Regions from separate parts of the Hordeum vulgare genome. Here region 2 is linked to region 1. The links are chromatin contacts, called in public Hi-C maps. All regions are on one chromosome and are shown on one strand. Each heading gives the region's core, a stretch centred on a gene start, on an enhancer-like site or on the middle of the called end of the contact. The rest is flanking DNA. Distances are from core to core; before and after follow the strand shown.

Evidence for each region. A called contact is a pair of places that touch in the nucleus more often than the background predicts.
Region 2: a Hi-C map of leaf shows a contact between it and region 1, with 2.5 times the contacts expected there. The contact joins the enhancer-like site here to the promoter of LOC123427801 in region 1. A contact is called at or near these places in 5 of 6 Hi-C or Micro-C datasets (leaf and seedling) and 1 of 1 datasets of contacts at active chromatin or transcription factors (embryo).

What each region holds. Positions count from the first base shown.
Region 1 is chr2H:611,798,935-611,804,229 of MorexV3_pseudomolecules_assembly, reverse strand. It overlaps LOC123427801, which reads left to right and starts at 2,105. Exons shown (of 6, transcript XM_045111928.1): 1 at 2,105-2,346; 2 at 3,199-3,358; 3 at 3,455-4,108; 4 at 4,231-4,675; 5 at 4,811-4,892; 6 at 5,026-5,295. The coding sequence starts at 2,317. The coding sequence ends at 5,238.
Region 2 is chr2H:611,922,141-611,927,472 of MorexV3_pseudomolecules_assembly, reverse strand. No RefSeq gene overlaps it. Among protein-coding and RNA genes, the nearest start is that of LOC123427802, 20 kb to the left of the region's middle. Within about 2 kb of position 3,657, at least 2 of the 3 cell types and tissues checked have open chromatin away from gene starts, as enhancers often do. A contact at or near this core is called in leaf, where this site is marked.

The DNA.
Region 1 (5,295 bases), core at 856-3,355:
AGGCCGGCGACTGCGTGGGTGATCGCGGAGGCCGTCGGCCGACAGCGATGCGGGTGAGGGGGAGGAGGATCAGGGCGACCGCGGGAAGAGCACTTGTGTGCAGTGATAAAGTTAGGGTTGTGTAGTGTTCTTCTAATAAGCTATAGGGATAACATTAGGTGAAATTATCTAAAATAAAGTTAGGTAGAAAATAATAATTAAAACAACTCTGTTAGAAGTGAAGTGAACTTTAATTATTAAGCAATTTTAGTCATGTTATATCGTCTCTACGCGTGCAAATTCATATTATAATTGTATAACTCGTAAAGGTATTTTAAGAACCCGTGGCAACACACGAACGTTCTCCTAGTAGAAGTAATTGTCTTTGCGTCTTAAATCTTATGTATTACTCCCTCCGTTCGTAAATATAAGTTTTTTTAAAAATTTCACTAATGGACTACATACATATGTATATATACATATTTTAGAATATAGATTCATTCGTTTTGTTTCGTATGTAGACCACTAATGAAATCTGTTAAAAGACTTATATTTAGGAACGAGGGAGTATAAAAAAATGCACGCTTAAACCTTGACCGAGGGAGTAACGAAGACTCGATAAATGCGAAACTAGCTGGGATAAATTAGTACGTACGCTCAATCATCAGCGTGTTTGATCAGTCAAACCTATCAAAAATGGACGGCACTCAAACTAGTAGCTGGAGCATTGTTAATCAAACTGCTTTGTAAGCACTCGTACTGACGAGTGCATGCATGGCCACCACCGAGTTGGACCAGGGGCTTTTAAAGGCTACCAGCCGCAATGATCAATCAGATAAATGCGCCATGATCAGTCCCCCGAGTACAGCAAATCATGCAACACCAATTCAATCATCCAGCACACCAGTAGTACTAGTACGTGATCCGTAGCATGCATGGCTCACTCGCCTCATACATACAGTCACATGACCATAATTCTCGCTGGTACTATTTCCCGGTGATTGAATCCAAACACATGAGCCACAGCAAGCTTGGCCGGTAGCCATCAGATTCAGAGGTGGTGAGGAGAGCAAAGCATGCAGCAGCAGCAGCAGCACAGCAGAGGCCATGATACTAACCAACTACACGTACACTACGTACGAGACGCGCGCAGAGGAAAAACTAAACCTGGGTCAACTTCGGCGAACGGCGAGGCGGAGGAGAAGACAAAAGTATATTCATGCGTGACGACACCGACACCGGCCGGGGGCAGCCTTGTGATCACGGCGAGAGGAGGGGAGGCGAGTGAGCGCATCATGACATGGGACTGAACTGGACGGTGAAAAGGGCCGAGAGATCGGGTAAATAATATTAATAAAGCTTGTGCGCGCAGAGTCACTGACACGGGGAGGTGTGGCGGGGCCGGCCGCCCATGCCTCCCTCTGCGCCGTGTAATTCAGAGTGGGGTTGCCTGCTTGGTCGTGGTCTTGGTCTTGGTCTTGGTGGACGGATAGAGGGATCCCGTCCAGTCCAGTCGAGGCCAGTCCAAGTCCGGCATCGGGACCTCTGTTTGACCACCACCACCACCACTGTGATGCCGAGAATAACACAGCAAAAGTTTGGGGCATTGGAGTTTGGGGCGTTAAAAGCGCACGCATCTCGAGAAATGCTAGATTTTCAAAAGATTACTCTGTATGCTTAATCCGTGTCAGTGAGAGATAATCAGATGGTGATTTTCCTACTCCGCGCCAGTGAGAGAGATGCCACTGGCCAGATAACTTTGTGCAATGGGAGAGGGGTTATGTTTAATCCGGGCGTGCAAAAGAGGCTGGGCACTTTCCGTGTAAATAAAAAATAAAAAGAAGAACAGCCGTCTGAGGTTGTTGGTAACAAGTACTCCTACAGGTGCAGCAAACGGCTCTCTGTTCGTGCTAGCAGTAATTGTAGCACAGTAACAGCCCAGCTCTGTGGTTTCACTGCGTCGATGAGACCTTTCGTTGAAGTGGAAACACACGTAAATTTTCTTTGGGGGGGTTTGGAAAGGGAGTTGTCACGGCCAGAGAAGAGAAGCTGCGCTGTGGAGTCCTGCGCAAGTAGAGAAGAAGAACTAAAAAAGGGCAAGACATCACGGCGTGCCTGTTAGATCTCTGCTTACAGTAGCCAAGTCCCCACTGAGAGCGTAGCGTAGCGTAGTGTGTTCTCTTCTCCCATCACATCACGCCCATCTCCTTCCCTCCCCATCCCCTTCTTCCTCCCTCAGCCCCCCCTCCCCCACTCACTCTCACTCTCACTCTCAGCAGCCGCCGCCCGAACAGGGATAGACAAGGAAGCACACATCCAGCGGACCAGCACGGGGCAATGGAGTACGAGAGGATTCACAAGGTCCAGGTACGGGCTCCATCTCCTGAGGCCAGCACAGTGGCTCGCTTGATCCCACCCACCGAATTAGGGCCTGCTCTGTTCATACCCGTTGTTGCCGTTCCTGATGCTTCATTTTTCCAGTACATTTTTTCCTTCCTTTTTTTTCCGAAGATATATATTTCGTTTTCTGGATATAGATGTGCTTTCTCTGCTCCTCATTTCCAAGTCTACCATGTTTTGTTGCGTTTTTATAGCAGCTTCCATTCTCCTATAGGCAGATCAAAGCCAGTCTCCCTATTTTGCAATGAGAAGATTATAAAGTTAGTCTCGCTGTCAGACGTCGGAGCCGAGCAATTTGGGAGCCTTTTCTTTTTTAAGAATCTAGAGTTGGTTAGCGGTTTGTTTATAAACTGTAGCTCTCTTCAGTTATCACTTGTTGGGCAAATCTGTTTTGTCAGTCAGAGTGAAGCTAACTAGTTCAAGTAAAGCGTACTGCTAAATATGCAGAAAAACTGTCGTCCCTTCTGCATAGGCAGTGGAAATCTAGAAAGAACGCCCATTTTTCCGAAGAATTTGGCGTCGGCACTGTTTTAGTACTACTACGTGCTAAAGTGATGCTGATTTCACTACCCCCGTGTCCCAGTCAGGAAATACAAGTGTCAAATGGTCAATCCACTGTCACTGTCACAAATGTCTAAAAATTTGCATGACACCAGCACTTCTAATTTCTTGGAAGTTTACAGAGCTATAAGCTTCCTACGGTCCTACCTAGAAATATTTTGAACAAGATATAATAGAGGTTACCACCTTGAATCAAGACACTTTATTAAGTTATAATGCTTCCGTAGATGAAGACTTACCTCTTTGTTCTTCATGTAGGCAGGCGCCCTTTCTCCCACAAAGCTGAGGATGAAGCTGCTGGGAGCCCACAACCGCGTGAGGGTCATCAGCAGCAGCTCGTCGCGAACATCGCCTTCGAAGAACGCCGAGCCATCGCTAGCGCAGAACAGATTATTAGTATGCGATGTTCTTGACCAAGGTACATACATAACGCTAGCCTATTTGTGTTTAACTTACTTTTTCCCTGATTAAGGTAATCACATCTATAGCCATCTGGCTCTGCTTGTAGTTTCAGACAGCTCCGGTGCCGCCAAATGCCCTGCAGCAGTCGGCAATACCGAAGTTGTAGACAAGGATCCAGCAGTAGATAGCTACAAGGTTCAGAACATGCCCAAAAGTTCAGTTCACCAACCTGCGCCGAGCAACTCAAGCATGATACATCCAGTGCGAACTGTCGAGGAGGATGGTAACGAATGTGACAGCGGTCTTGACAATGCTAGTACCAGTAGCTTTGAGTTCCATGGAGGCGAGAAGACGGCGGCGGCGCAGAATCCAACCGCAGGCTACTTCTCTAGACAGGCTTCCTCCAAGTGGAACGACGCTGAGAAATGGATTGTGAACAAGCAGACTGTTCAGCAGAACACCGCCAAGGGCACATCGCAGAACCAGAGTGCACACCAGGTGAATTCGGCTGCGCCCAGGGGCGGTGGCGTTTTGCCCAAACACCACGGCGCATTTGCTCGTCCCATTCAGAACATGAAGAGATTCAATCCGGCTTCGTCGGCTTCTCGGAGCATATTAGAGAGGCTGTCTTTCGCTTCGCATCAGCCGAAGTTGGTCAGGCACTCAGATGTCTGTCCTGACCAAGGTTCTACTGCCACCTCAGAGTATCAGAAAGGGCCAACTGAAACCAGTTCAACTGCAATTAAGCCATGCAATGATATCGAAGGTACATTTTTTACTTTGTTAGTAAGATAAGAAGCAGCAATTGTTACATAGTGCAAGTAAGATTTACGGTTCAATTTTCGGCCTCCCATTTTTCTGTAAACTGATATGAACTATCGCACACAGCTATTCCTACAGTTCAGGCGGTCTCTGTGCGAGATGTGGGCACAGAAATGACTCCAATACCAAGTCAAGATCCATCAAGAACAGGAACACCACTTGGGTCTGTGACACCGACTCGGAGCCCTAATTGTTCGATACCATCAACTCCTGTGGGCGGACTATCGACAGCATCGATAGGAGAAGACAATGCAGATGATGGTCCTTATTTCAACAGAAAAGGCGGCACGAATGAGATGTCAGAGGATGAAATCAGGCTCAAGGCAAGGAAAGAAATTGCTGCCCTAGGTGTACAACTAGGAAAGATGAACATCGCTTCATGGGCTAGCAAAGAGGAGCTAGAATTGGTCTCTGCGACGCCAAGCATTGCTGATTTGGAGCGAATGAAGCAGGAATATGCTACTCGTGCGGCAGCATTCGAGGACGCTGAAAATTCTAAGCATACAGCACGGTATGTTCCATCAGACTATCTGATACCCCTAGTCGTTTGTTCTACCAGTGAGCTACAAAAGGAGATAGAAACAGAATTAAATTTTGTAAATATTGGTTTTCTTCATCTTATTTGACATGGTATTGTTTTGCTTAGATTCAAGAAGGAAGAGCTGAAGATCGAAGCATGGGAGAGCCGCCAAAGAACAAAAGTTGAATCTGAAATGAAGAGACTAGAGGTGCATTTCCACTGCATTTCACTATCATCTGCATACCAGCTGCTTTTGTTTGCACCAACACAATACTTTGAATACATATCATACTCTTTAGGAGTAGCATGTAGCTTAGTGATGACAAATCGTTCTATGGCAGGAACGCGCGGAGAAAATGAGAAGCGAGGCCATGGCAAGGATGGCGGAAAGGCTCGAGCTGGCACGCCGCGTGGCGGAGGAGAAGCGGGCATCAGCCAACGCCAAGATGAACAAGCAAGCAGCAAGGGCAGTTCAGAAGGCCGATCTGATCCGCCAGACAGGACGGATTCCAGGGTCACGTATCCTATGCTGTGGCTGTTTCTGTGAACCTTAGCACTTGTTGAAGAACTAGCCTGTTAAAATATGGTCGTGAGAGGAATCTAACTTCCTC
Region 2 (5,332 bases), core at 2,408-4,907, 120 kb before region 1:
ACGGGCGAACTGACGACACGACGCGCGATTAAAGGCGAGGGCCTCGGGAACCGATGAGTAAATCAAGAACCGGCGCGACCACAGTGAGGCCGACGTGGAGACGCCACGTCACGCCGGTGGACGCGGTTACAACACGTATCCCCCGGTACCTGTATGTTGCCCGTCCGTTCGCTGGACCATCGTGCCCTTTATTATGAAGAGGTATCGGTTAATTTCGATCGTCCTTCTGTTTAGGAGGTGTACCTAAGGAGAAGTAAAGCTTCTTTCAATGAATGGAGCCGCTCCGTGTTATTCTAAAAATAAATAATAAATAACATCCAACGCCTCAGTATGACGTTTCTCCGTGGAAAATCCGCCTCCGCCATCGATGTGACGACATTACTTCCCTTTCAAAGCTCTCATCAGTGACAGGCCTCGGTCGTTGCCTACCTGCTGAACCTTTCGGATCAATTTTGGCTGGCAGCTGCACAAGTCATTGCTTACCTGGACCTCTCAAAGTATATTTTTGGCACAAGGATGTTAATGACCAGCTAATACAAAGGAATCACGCAGCTGACAAAAATCACAGACTATGTCCAATCCCTTATACTCAAAATAAGTGTCTCAACTTTAATACATCCTATCAATGTCTCAACTTTAATACTCCTTAAACCCTAAAAATACTAAAATTAGTACCAAATTAAGATATTTATTTTAAGACGGAGGGAGTAATATTTAACAACAGATGTACTAGTCTCAGTAACTAGTTTGACAAAGTCAAGAGAACAAGGATCGTCAGCATGGATGTGTCCCAAGGGAGACAATTCTCCGATAATTATGCTTTCTAAAAGTCATTGACTTTGGAGCTTATTGTTTAGTTTACTGTTTACATAGGTAGCAGTACACAGGGCCGGCCCCGGGAGGGTCCGCGGGGGCGGCCGCACAGGGCCCAAATTTTTTAAGGACCCCCTGCATATATACGTATACTATAACTTACTAATAATTATTATAATTAATATAGAAAAAATAGAAGCCAGGCCTATTCTGTGGGCCAAGAGACAAGATAAATCACAACTGGGCTGGCAGGAGGAGCGGAGCTCTTAATTATCACCACGACAGGATGGATTGATCGTGCGTTCTCTGGCTCTCTCGACTCTCGTCTCCCTGTACGGCGGCGGCGACTCCAGGCCTGGATCCCTCATCCCTATTCCCTAGCGACGCACGAAGCCACGAACGCACAGGACATCCAGCGCTCCTCGACGGCAGGCGGCAGCTTCTCCGTGGCGGTGGTGCTCCTCGACGGCAGCTTCTCCGTGGCGGTGGCAGCTCCTCGACGACAGTTGCTCGAACAGCGAGTTCATCTCCTCGTCAGTCCCAAGCAGGGCCTGGTAAGTCCGTGGCGGTGGTGCGTCCCCTGAGGAGCGCTGGATACATACAGGAAATAGGAGTTCATCTCCTGGCTAGACTGCTGTTCAGATCGGCACTAGGTAGCTAGTTTGCAGGAGTTGCATCCAGATGACCAGATCTAGACCGGGAAATAAGAAAAGCTGCAGAACATTTTGAAGATTACCCTAGTGACGATCTGGACGGCCCTGTGATTACTTCTAGTGATTCCTTTTTATTTTTTAGGTAGTTTATGCCCTAATTTTGATTCGTATTTATTTATTTTCAGAATTATTATGAAGCCTAAATCAGGTGCTGCTAAAAGAAAAAAGAGGAAAGCAGATCAAAAATTGGTTGATTCACAAAGAGGATCTCTTCCTAAATATTTTAAGAGTAACCCGTCCACTTCAAAAAATCCAGATGAGTTGGCGTTAGTTCTTGTGGGAGAACCAAGTAATGTGGATCTAGAAGATGATATCCATACAGAAGACAATGTTGACATCGACGCGGACGATAACAATGTGAGTGATCATGACCATAATTCATCTCCCACGGAATCTGCTAGTGTTGATGAAGAACCAGTTCGGTTTTTTTTTTGCTATTTATTTCTCTAGTCTGTACTATTTATTTATACTATGGGGCCCTAAATTTTAGTTTCGCCCTGGGCCCCCGAAATCTCAGGACCGGCCCTGGCAGTACAGCTTAAGACCAGTACTGCGGTACCATATTAACGAGCAAACCAACTTAATTTGCTACCGAACTAGTAGTAGGAGTATATAAAAGTAAAAGGGACGATTGACCGGTTTGATTCCAAGCATGAGTCCGACTTCGCCACAGATGTTTCTCCACAGACATCAGCCGTTGCGTACCCTACCTCAACCTCTCAGGATCAGTTGTGGCTGCTGCACAAGAATGTGCTTATTTTCTTTTTCTCAAGTGTACTTCGTGCTCAACTGTTAAAGTTAGTATAAATTTTCGATATTTATTTTGAGATTGAGGGCTATTTGAAACGGAGGGAGTACTTTATATCATAATCATATATGCAGCTGGCGATAAATCGCGAATCTCAGGCCTGTCCACGGAATAAAATACTGTATACTCAAGTGTCAAGTGACAACACCATGGATGTCATGTCAGGATGAGTCGGTAGTTCCTCGGCGAGCTCGAAGTTGTATTGATTCTGCAGCTTGCTGTCTAGTTTACCAAATTTGAGCTCAACATTAATAAGTATTTATCCGTTTTAAAATAAGTGTTTTAATTTTAATATAATTTTATATTAAAGATAGTACTTTCTCTGTCTCAAAATAACTGTCTTAACTTTGTACTAGTTCTAGTATAAAATTACATTAAGCTTAAGATATTTATTTTAAAACGAACAAAGTATAAAATAAAGACATTTATTTTAAGACAGAAGAAGTGATATTATACTAGTACAAGCCTCAAAAGCAGATCCGGCTCCACGAGTACGGATTCGCGCAGACACCAACATGTTCCGATCACCCAACCTGCCCAGCCGGTAAAGCATTTGCATGGATTATTCTAAGCCGGCCCTCCTTAATCCATGACAGATCACGATCGTGCAGTACTAGCATCGTGTAGTTTGACAAGTTGAGTGCCGATCGATCTGGCAATTATTTTTTTATTTGCGGGGGAAAGGGATCTATATTAATCAACCTGAATCAAGCTGATCCAGTACACAAAGGTTTACAATCCCTTCAAGACCAGAACCCAGCTACACTGCGATGTCTTCCGGACCGGCGACGATGTCCTGCGCGGAGAGGTCGGGAGAGATGACCCCTTTGACCGAGCAGCTAGGGTGGCAGAGGCTACTAGGCATAACGCGCGGAGGAAGAAGAGAGAAAAACAGGAAATGAATCCGACAGTTCTGCAGGATGAATTTGGTGCAATTTGTGGTAGGGTTGGGTTGTCGGGTCTGACGTGGCGGACGTGACCGGGTTCCTCCAATATCGTCCCATATTTGGGCTGGAAATGAGGGTTGCCGGTTAGTTTGGACGTTTAAGGCTGTTTTGAGAGGCATGTGTGGGTTAAATTTTTATGACCGAACAGCCTGTTCAACCATTTGAGAAGGATTTGAGATGTCCGGTTGTAGATGCTCTTAGCTTAGGCAGTGTTCAGTATACAGTTTAGCTGCCACTCCCGTCTGATCAAGCAAAGCAGAACGAGTAGTACAAGTGTCCGAGAAATGACAGCCAATTTCGAGACAGTTAACGCAGCTTAGACGCAGCAACAACGTAGTACTGCTGCGGCAGCATTTATACTCCCTCTTTATTTTCATCTTTCGCCAGAATACGACTTCTTCTCTCGACGAACGAACGCGTGTAGCTCTCTGCTGTACTTCAAAAGGAAAATGACTGCCCAATATTCCTTCCAACGTGCGCTTGAGTGTGACATCGACACAACACATAATTTTCTTCCATGGAAAAACCGCCTCCCAGATCCGGCAAAGGCGTTCGGCGTGACGGCATTTCTTCCCTTGCAAAGTTCTCTTCACGGGCGTCAGCCGTTTGGCTACCTGAACCTGAGCCTCTGTCGGATCAGTTGTGGCTGCTCTGCTGCACAAGTCATTGCTTACCTTACCTGAGCTACTCCCTGACGATGGATCAGATTGCTTGGCCAGTATGTTCAGTCATGCACGATCGAGAGAGAAATATATGTACTGCTGCTCAGTAACTAGTTTCACAAAGTCAGCAGACAAGGATCATCAGCCAACTGGACTTCTGCACTTGACGAGCAGACAGACACAAGTGTAATTTGCTGCGGAACCACAGAAGGAAAGGGGACGATTGCCCAGTTTGATTCAAAGCCTGAATTCGACACTTTGACTTTGACGTCGACACAAAATATTTCTCCAACATCCAGCAAAGGCACCTAATGTCTTCACAGACCTCAGCCGCTGCGTACCCTGCCTCCGCCCTCGGATCAGTTGTGGCTGCTGCAAGGCTCTGTTGATTCACTTTCTTGTTTGTCTGAACCTTTCCGAGTATTAAATATAAGAAACAAGAATCACGGCGGCTGACATAAATCACAAAGCTCTGGCCAGTCCAAAGAGGAGAAAATATATATAGTAATCATCAATAACTAGTTTGACAAGTTAGGTGACAGACAGCAATCGTCACCATGGATGTCAGGATTTTTCCCAACAGAGCCAAATTCCTCGGCAAAGCTCGAAGGTATTGATTTGGGAGCTTATTGCCTTAATTATCCTAATTTCAGGGATGAACCCGAGCTCGCCCTATATCGCACAGGCTGCCCATTGCGTGATAAACGCTAGGTCGATGGACCGCTCGAGATCGCGTGTACTCTTTGAGGAGATTCAGAGAATGATCCAGGATGACCCTAAGGAGATTCCGATTGCTGTTACTCCCTTCATTTTTATATGCAAGAATATGTTTATTCAGAAAAGTCGTCTTAAGTAATGGAAATCTTTTTTTACCTTGCAAAAAAAAAAATCTCCTAATTTCAGCTGCATCATATTGGTTGTTGCATTATGTTTTTCTGGTGTTTATTTGTTGTTATCTTCTCTTTGGGTAGCATCGGGAACGGAGAGCGAGTACGTAGATTCCGAAAAATTCATGTAGAAAGAACAAAAGCAGTTTCAGTCTGAAGAAATTGAGAACAGTACTAGTACATGGCTCAAAAGCAGACGACTTTTCTGAATAAACAGATTCTTGCAAACAGCATCGCTTTTCGGTCACCTAAACCTGCTTGTCAAAGTTTTTTGCATGGATTGTTCTAGCCAGCGCCCTCCTTAGTTTTTTGCATGACAGATCAGGATCGCATGCATTTCCATGTTTTCATTCATACTCTTTTCATTTCATAATATAATCATTTTTCAAGCTACGTTAGCTTGAGAAACGATTTTATATTATAAAACGAAGGGAGTAGTTCATATTAGAATATGTAAAACATCGTATAACAGTGAATGGAGGGAGTAGTTCACACTAGAATA